Linked DNA regions of Mus musculus: region 2 is linked to region 1. A link is a contact called in public HiChIP or PLAC-seq data. All regions are on one chromosome and are shown on one strand. The core of a region is the stretch at or near the end of the contact, and the rest is flanking DNA. Distances in the headings are between cores, read along the strand shown.

Evidence for each region. HiChIP or PLAC-seq counts read pairs in DNA pulled down with a chosen protein or histone mark.
Region 2: a contact with region 1 is called in an H3K4me3 HiChIP or PLAC-seq map of embryonic midbrain, with 5 times the contacts expected there. The contact joins two enhancer-like sites. A contact is called at or near these places in 4 of 39 promoter capture datasets (the 3T3-L1 cell line, embryonic stem cells and hippocampal neurons), 4 of 484 Hi-C or Micro-C datasets (the N1E-115 cell line and embryonic stem cells), 11 of 115 datasets of contacts at active chromatin or transcription factors (the NIH/3T3 cell line, acute myeloid leukemia, craniofacial prominence and 8 more) and 1 of 9 other capture datasets (embryonic stem cells).

Annotation. Positions count from the first base shown.
Region 1 is chr6:114,961,604-114,965,962 of GRCm38.p6, forward strand. It overlaps a transcript of Vgll4 not described here. Among named protein-coding and RNA genes, the nearest start is that of Gm38876, 18 kb to the left of the region's middle. Within about 2 kb of position 2,233, at least 56 of the 459 cell types and tissues checked have an H3K27ac peak or open chromatin away from gene starts, as enhancers often do.
Region 2 is chr6:115,530,580-115,534,938 of GRCm38.p6, forward strand. Gm36355 (a long non-coding RNA gene) reads right to left here. Exons shown (of 7, transcript XR_869382.3): 6 at 791-926. Among named protein-coding and RNA genes, the nearest start is that of Gm36355, 12 kb to the right of the region's middle. Within about 2 kb of position 1,737, at least 4 of the 459 cell types and tissues checked have an H3K27ac peak or open chromatin away from gene starts, as enhancers often do.

The DNA.
Region 1 (4,359 bases), core at 983-3,482:
GGAATGGCAGAAGTTACAGTCAGGCTGTCTGAATTTCCTGCCACATGTTAGAAACTGTCCTGGGGACACTCGATGGCTTCCCCAATCTCCAGCTGCACATGGCTAAATAACCCCCAGGTCCTGATAGCCCTGTTCCATCAGCAGTCTCAACCATTCCTCTGCCAGGACCGCTGCCAGCTCACCCTCCTCCAGTCAGAAGCAGTGGCACAAGCCAGAGTGGGAGCATTGGCTGGGCCCGTGGCCTTCTGGGCCATCAAGAGCTTAAGAGGGCTTCACCAGGCCTCTTCATTTTCTATCCAATAGCAGCAGATTTAGACAGCACAGAAACCAAAAGGTGAATTCCCTCTCTGGGAGTGGCTTATACTCACGGTAGCTAATGAGGAAGATGAGATGAAGAGACGGCCAAACTGTCACCAAATTCTAGAGACCACAGACAACTGCGGCTCCCACAGTCCTCGAAACACACACTCTCCCTGTTCACAGCCATTCTCAGACCACCCCTCTCTATTCTTCTTGCTAAAAATATATGTCCTATTTGTGTCCCTTTTTCCTGTCTTCTCGTGATTTAACCTTTGTTAAATCAACACAGCCTAGTATCAGTAAACCAGTTTAATCACAGAAAGGCCAGTATGTGCTAGGCTTTGCTGCAGATATCTAAAGCCAATGGGATGGCCAGCCCCTCACCTTCTCTCCAGGCCCCCTGTCCCTGTGGTGGTTTGAACAAGAAATGTGCATACACAGCCCATGGACACTTGCTTCCTGACTGTAGCACTGGTCAGGGGAGATTCTGGAAGCCTCGGGAGGTCAAGCTTTGCCAGATCACTGAGAGGTGGGCTCCTAGGATCTGTGGCCTTCCCTTACTGTGTCCTCCCTGCTTCCTGTTTGTGGATAAAAACAAGATCATCGCCGGGCAGTGGTGGCACACGCCTTTAATCCCAGCACTTGGGAGGCAGAGGCAGGCAGATTTCTGAGCTTGAGGCCAGCCTGGTCTACAAAGTGAGTTCCAGAACAGCCAGGGCTACACAGAGAAACCCTGTCTCGAAAAACAAAACAAACAAACAAAAAAACAAACACACAAAAACAACAAAAAAAGATCACATGATCATCTGGCTTCCTGTTCCCCTATGTCTTCCTTGCAACAAGGTCTCTAGCCCTCTGAACCTGTAAGCCAAAATAAAGTTTTTCTTCCTCAAGTTGCTTCTAGCCATGATATGCTATCACAGCAACAGGAAAGTAAGACAGTCCCTTAAAAGCAATGATGCCCGGGCATGGTGGGACTCGCCTTTAATTTCAGACTTCAGGACACCAAAATGACTTCCCCTCTGTAACTTGGTACCCACAAGCCATTCTCTCCCATCCACCCCTTCCTCTTTTTACTATGTTTTGTTTTGTTTAAGATATGTGTGTGTTGTGTGTGGTGACCATTCAATACACACATATCAATACACAAGTCAGCACCAGGTGTCTTCTGCAATCACTCTCTACCCTACCTGTCGAAACCGGGTTTACCACTAGCCTGGACCTTGCTGATTTGGCTAAACTTGGCTAGCCAGATATCTTCCTGTCTCCATCTCCACAGTGGAATTACAGCCTATTAAAAATCACTCTTTCTGCAGGAGTGCCACTAAGGAACATCTACAGGGGAGCCTTTGACACCCCAGCTTTCCATCCCTGGGCATGTCCAAGCATGGCAACTGACCCACATAGCTATCCTTGGAAGCATCCGGGATGGCAGGGAATTGGTCAGCTTTGACTTAGACCTATCTCCTTATGTCTATACATCATCATGTCTGAAAATCCATCAGGGCAGATGCCTGGAATACAGGAATTATCCCCACATGGCCTATGAATTTAAAATATACACGCATATTTAAAGTCCTCATGAGGGTTCTCCCAGGTACTTATTAACCTCCATAATGAGCTGCACAGCACGAGCCAGTACTGTTGGCAATGGGCCCCATGGTCCTATAATGTGGTCCAGCTGCTCCAGGTATGTCCCCTTTCCTGCAAGAGCTCGAGGCCCCTCCCATGACACCTCTGCAGGAGATGAGTATCCTCTAGGTTGCTTCACCCTCCTACCCTTCTAGTTGGGTTCGTTGGGCTTCAGGGAGGAGTAGCAAGACGCTGCATCAATTCATCTCTACCCATAGTTGTCTCTGCCTCCCTCTGCCTAGCACAGAAGACCTCAGTGCACTTGGGCTGAACAAAGGGGCACTGTTCTGGGCCAGAATCCTAAAGGAATGTCCTGCTTAAGTACGTAGTGTTTCCTCATGCTACAGTGGCCCAAGGCTCCACTCTGCAGCATTCCTCAGCCCCACAGAAAGGGAGGGGATGCGACTTGTGTCTCATCTTCTCACTGATCTCAGATTGTAGACAGTGCTACCATGCAATGTCTAACCACCTCAGTCACTGCAATGCCATTAGCACGGAAAAAAAACAAAAAACAAAAAACAAAACCCTGCTTTTTCAAAGTGCTGAGCATAGAATCCAGGGCCTTAAGTACACTAGGAAACCGTTCCACCCTGAGCTACCGGCTCAGCCCTGACTACACAGCTCATTCTCAGCCTCCACAGTACAAATGCATAGCATAGACTGTGAGCCACCTGAACCATCGTGGCCATAGTGCAAAGCCAAACTCTCAGTACACTCCATGACCCTTGTGCAGTGCTACCTGCTGCCAACATACATTCTTTCTGCTGCCTGGAGTTCATTCATCTCCCTCAGGGAACCCAAGGAGAGTACACCATGTGACAGGCACACACTGACATACTGTGTCTAAAAGCTGAAGACTTCGTGAGCAGACTCCCAATTCTTGGCATTTTTCAACACTGTCGTCAGCCTACATGAAAGTGAACTGTATGACTCACAATCACCTGTAACTCCAGCTCCAGGGTATCCCACACCCTCTTCTGGCCTCAATTCTCAGCCTGTCAAAACCTAGATAAGTCTTCTAACTCAGGATCTACAACAGCATTAGGCCATACTGGCCACTGCTACTAGTAACTGTAGTTAGCTCTCTTAACCTACTACAATGAAGTTCTGTGAAGCCACCGTGAACTGGGGCTGGAGAGCAGAGTGGGCAGTTAACTCCATACTCTTAGAGGACCTGGCTTCAGTTCACAGCACCCACATGGCAGCTCACATGATCTATACGTCTAGTTCTGTGGGCTTTAGCACCCTTTTCTAGCCTCAATGGACTCTGCACACATGTGGGACACACACAGACAAGCACACATTTGCACATAAATAAAAACAAATAAAAAAATTTCAAACTCCATAAATATTCAATGGGGTTCCTTTCAGCCTCTAGACACATTTTGCCAACTGACTAATAGGCAGCCTTGTTTCAAAGTGTAGTTCTGCTTAAACACATCTTACTGGACATCTGCAGGCTCATTAACATGGAATTCACAGCTTTCAGCTCTACCACACATCCCAGAACCTCATCTTTCTCACAAGACACATTTTCCACACGGGAGGGACACCAGTCCCCCCTAGCTGAAGGACCTGATGCACGCTCACCATCACGCTCAGAGGCTGTTTGAAACAAGTTACCAGAAAAAGGAGGAAAGTGAAGAAATCATGGTACTCATACTAGCCCCTCCCCCAACACAGGCCAGAACGTGGCATGCTTACCCACAGTGCCAGCACTGGAACAAGACGGAGCATCACCCTGTTAAACCTCCTTTGGGAAGTGTGGAGAGGCTCAAACCTGCCTGACCTCCACCTACCCACAGTGCAGGCTCTGCCAGTCACAAACTGTGGTCGAGCGGGCAAATGTGTAAGTGTGGATGGTGGCAGTCGGCTATATCTCATTACCAGACACGAGGCATAAAAGACACACAAAGGAGATTCTGAAAGGTTTCCCTCCTTTGCCAAAGAACCATTAGACTGTATCCCACACAGGTTTCCGCCCCCTCCCTCTCGTGTCAACACTTTCTTACGTTCCTTGGCAATATCTGCCATCCGTTGCCCTAAGTCTCTTCTCATTGCTATTTGCTTGTCAGTTGGATAAACCCCTGCCAACCAGCTGGCACCACTCACCTGAACTCACCTAGTCATCTATCAAATTCCAACAAGCAGCCTGTATTAACCCTAAAGGTTCCCTCTTAGAGCCACGACCGACCCTCAGCTGACATGTCCCTTTGGAGGTGGCTGTTTCCTTGTTTGTTTTACTTTTAAAATAGGGTCTCCCTTACCCAGGTTGCCTAGAACTTGACCTGCAGCCCAGGGGACAGGCTTTTCTGCCTCAGCCTGACAAGTGCTGGGATCACAGGCGTGTGCTGCTACACCAAGTTTCAGAAAGTTACCCCCACTTTCCTCTTTCTCCAGGTTCTCCTATCTGTTAGTGCCTTATCT
Region 2 (4,359 bases), core at 487-2,986, 570 kb after region 1:
GGGGGTTAGGAACATGTATGCCACAGTGTGCATGTAGTATGTGTGTATGTGTGTGTGTTCATGTGTATGTTCTTGTGGTGGTTACATGTATGCTGCAATGTACGTATAGAGTGTGTGTGTGTGTGTGTGTGTGTGTAGACACATGTGTGCCACAGAGCACATGTAGTATGTGTATGTGTTTGTGTGTGTTCTGGTATTGGGGTATAGACACAGGTATGCCAGTGCACGTGTATGTATTCTTGTGTAGGGTTGTTGACACATGTGTGCCACAAATGCACATGTAGTGTGTCTGTCTGTCTGTCTATGTGCATATGTGTGTTCTTATGTGGGGTTGTAGGCACATTTGTGTCACAATGCACTTATAGAGGCCAAAGAACAAACTTCAGGTATTGATCCTCATTTTTTTTCACTTGGTTTACAACAGGGAGGGTCTCTTGGTTCTTGCATAAGCCAGGCTAGCTGGCCTTCCATCCATTCTCCTGTCGCTGCCTCCCATCTCTTAGTAGTGGATGCTGGGATTACAACCATCCAGGCTACCACTTTTCTGTGGATTCTGGAGTCTTGAGCTCAGGTCCTCAGCCTTGTGCACGTATGAGCCTTCTCCACGCCTCCTTCAGCTTTCTCTCTGGTAGGTGACAGTGTCTCAATTGATCAATTGATCGTAAAGAACTGCACAGAGAGGGACTGAGCCATAGCTAGGGGTCAGAACACCTGCCTGGCATGCAAGAGACCCTGAGTTCCATTCCCAGCACTGCAAATGTACGTAAGTAAATAAATCGGAAGAACTTACATTATGAGACCCAGTGTCCCAGGGCCACGCAGGCAACACGATCTCCACAGGCTGGCCATGGGTTTGCCCTTGCAATATGCTTTACTTCAAAAGTCTTGAGGCTGGTGATGGTGACACATTTCTTTAATCCCAACACCTGGGAGGCAGAGATGGGCAGATCTCTAAATTCAAGGCCAGCCTGGTCTACAAAGCAAATTCTAAAACAGCCAAGGCTACACAAACTCTGTCTTAAAAAAACAAAACAAAAAAGTTTTGGGTGTTTGTTTGTTTGTTTGTTTTTAAGGTTTAGGGCTGTAGAATGGCTTATGGGTTAAGAGCACACACTGCCCTTGCAGAGGACCTGCGTGTGGTCCCCAGCATCCAATCAGCTGGCTCACAGCTGCCTGTAACTCCAGGTCCAGGTGAATCAGACTCCCTCTTCTGACTCCACAACCAGACTGCACTCATGTGACATATCTACACACACACACACACACACACACCATATTTTTACTTATTTTTAATTTATTTCTAATTTTTATTTGCTTATTTTATCTATTTATTTATTTATTTATTTATTTATTTAAAATATTAAGCCAGGTGGTGGTGGTAATGCACACCTTTAATCTCAGAACTCAGGAGGCAGAGGCAGGCAGGTCTTGTGAGTTTGAGGCCAGCCTGGTCAAGAGAGCCAGGGCTATGCAGAGAAACCCTGTCTCAAAACAAATAACAAACAAGTCTTTTCTGACTGAGTAGGTGGTGACAATCTGGGTTTGGGTTTGAATCTATGTTTCCTTGAATCCTAGAGAGGAAGAATTTTATGTTACATATTAGTCATTTTCATGGCTTCTTCTGTGGACTATCTGTTCCCAATTTACTAATTTACAATGAGAAATGTCACTGCCAAAGGGACCGGATACATGTGTCCCGCTGCCAACACTTAAGTTCCCTGTAGGCACAGAAAGCCAAATCAAATCAGAGAGATGCTTGGTAAGCAAGAGGGGAGGGAGGGGCTGATGATGAGGCCTCGTGGCTAAAGGCACCCGAGACCTCCCTCTGGGATCCTTCCTGTCTCTCTCTATTGCTTTCCTGCATATCCAGTCTTTCTTCGGAGGCAGAGTTGAGAGTCAGAAATGTTACTGTAGGTGCATACCTATAACCCCAGTGGGAGGGGCAAACCCACTAGCCCAAGTCCCAGCTGTGTAACGACTTTGAAGCCAGTCTGAGCTATATGGGACTCTGGCTCAGAATAAGGAGGATAAATAAATACTACTGCATTCAGAGCAGGCCCCTGTCATCCTAGCTGCTGAAGAGGCTGAGGCAGGGAGATGGCTTGAGCCCAAGAGTTTGAGAGCACCCTGAACAACAGAGTCAGAGAAGGAGGGAGAGAAAAAGGGAGGGAAAGAAGGAGAGAGGGAAGGAGGGAGGAACCCATGGAGGGAGGGAGGGAGGGAGGGAGGGAGGGAGGGAGGGAGGGAGGGAGGGAAAATGATGACATTGCAGTCACTTGGGGCTCTCTCTGGCCTAGGGTTCCCCCCTTTTTTCCTTCTGGTTATGTTGTTGTTGTTGTTGTTGTTGTTGTTGTTGTTGTTGTTGTTGTTTAGAGACAGGGTCTCACTCTGTAGTCTGAGCTGGCCTGAAACTCATGTCAATCAACATCTCTTCCAGCCATGCATGTATGTTCGTGCTTCATGTGTGTACCTGGCACTCTCAAGAGCCAGAGGACAGCATTGGCTCTCCCCAGAACTGGAGTTAAAGATGGTTGTGAGCTGCTATGTAGGTGCTGGGAATCAAACCCAGATCCTCTGGAAGAGCAGCCAGTGCTCTTAACCACTGAGCCATCTCTCTGTCCCCTCTCAGGCTCCCCTCCCTGCCTCAGCTGCACACCCATTCCCAGGACATTTACAAAGCACAGCTGATACCTTCAGGGTGTCTGCCTTCCTGGTTGTTCACAAACATAAGCAGGGCTGGGGTCTGTGAAATGCCATGCCGTGTTGCTTGCACAGAGCACTTGTACACAGAGCCTGTGTGATTTTCTTTCCTTAGTCTTTAGACCACTCAGCTCTCTGACCTCTGGCAGGTTAAGACTCACTGTGACTGAATCCCTTGAGAGTGCAAAGAGGGTGGGAAAAATAAAAGGCTAACGAGTATAAAGTGCTGGGTTCAAATCCCAGCACCAGAGAGAGAGCAGGAATCAGAGAGGAGCTCTGGGAGGAGGGTGAGCGTAAGTGGAAAGATTGCTCAGGGAGCTGGGAGGAAACAGGATGTAAGGTGGGCAAGCCTGAGGCTCTCTTGCCTGCAGCTTGTAACAGCCTCTTCCGCTCAGCCTGGGCCCTCTGGCTTGTTTTCCACCCCAGACCTCCACAGTCCAAGCTGGACTGAGTCACACACACACACACACACACACACACACACACACACACACAGAGCCTTCCAGGTGTCCATTTGTGAAAAGATGCAAACTCCTAAGGACACCAGGCAATCCCTCACTGCATGGGCCTCAACTTTTCCTTCCAGGCTTAGAGACTTAGATTGCAGTTCTAGTTTGCCACAGCCTTGGGTATCAGATCCTTTGGCCTGTCTAGACTTGTCTCCTCATCTGTGTAAGAGGCACCTTGAGTTCACTGTCTTCTAGGGCCATTGACTCTGTAAAGCAGTCTTCTTCCTGAGAACCATGCATAAATTATAACAGTAAAACGATGTCATAATGTGCTTATAAATATAATTATTCCTGGGCTGGTGAGAGGGCTCAGAGGGTAAAGGCACTTGCAGGCAAGTCTGACCAACTAAGTTCAATCCCTTGGACCCATATGGCAGGACGGAAGAAACCAGCTTCTGCAAGATGTCCTCTGACCTCCCACACAAGCACCCCATACACATATCCACAAACAATCGAGCGAAACCTTACAACTTTAACATAATTATTTCTATTAGAATGGAAATATAAAAACTAAAATCTTGAAGCTACTTGAAGCCCTTATCAGGAAGCAAGGGTGGTAGTTATAAAATTCTAAAACTTAGGACACGCTATACTCAAAGCATTATGCTGTCTGATGAGGCCGTGGAGTAAGGTCCAATAAACACGCGTGATGACCAGGTAGAGTACAGCTCCGGTCACCGAGCTCTGCTATCCTATAGCTGTGTGACCCAGAACAAGTTACAACTAGGAGTCATCTCCCTGTCCCCGAGAATTGCTGTGGAGCACAGTCAAGTTGGGAGTGTGTGACTACTGCCAGCCCTTTCCTCTTAGTTGCGATGAGAGCAAGCTGAAGAGGGACTAGACAAGAGGTACTGAACCTCAATCTCTTTCTCTGCCAATGCGAAAAGGGGAAACTGAGCTCTCCTGCAGCCAGCATGCTGGATATTCCATGAACATCTGTGTCTGTCCCAACCTGGCAAGGAACATGACACCAGCTCGAAATTCTTGGCAGAAAGCATGGCATTTGGCCCTGCTCCATAGACAGCCGAGAAGGGCTCAGAGAAGGGAAAGAGTCTGAGGAAGGTTCCGGAGCACGTGACTAGCTTCTTCCATCAGCAGCCCTTATACAAACAGCGTGCTTCCTCCATTCACCAGTCCTGGGGACCGCACA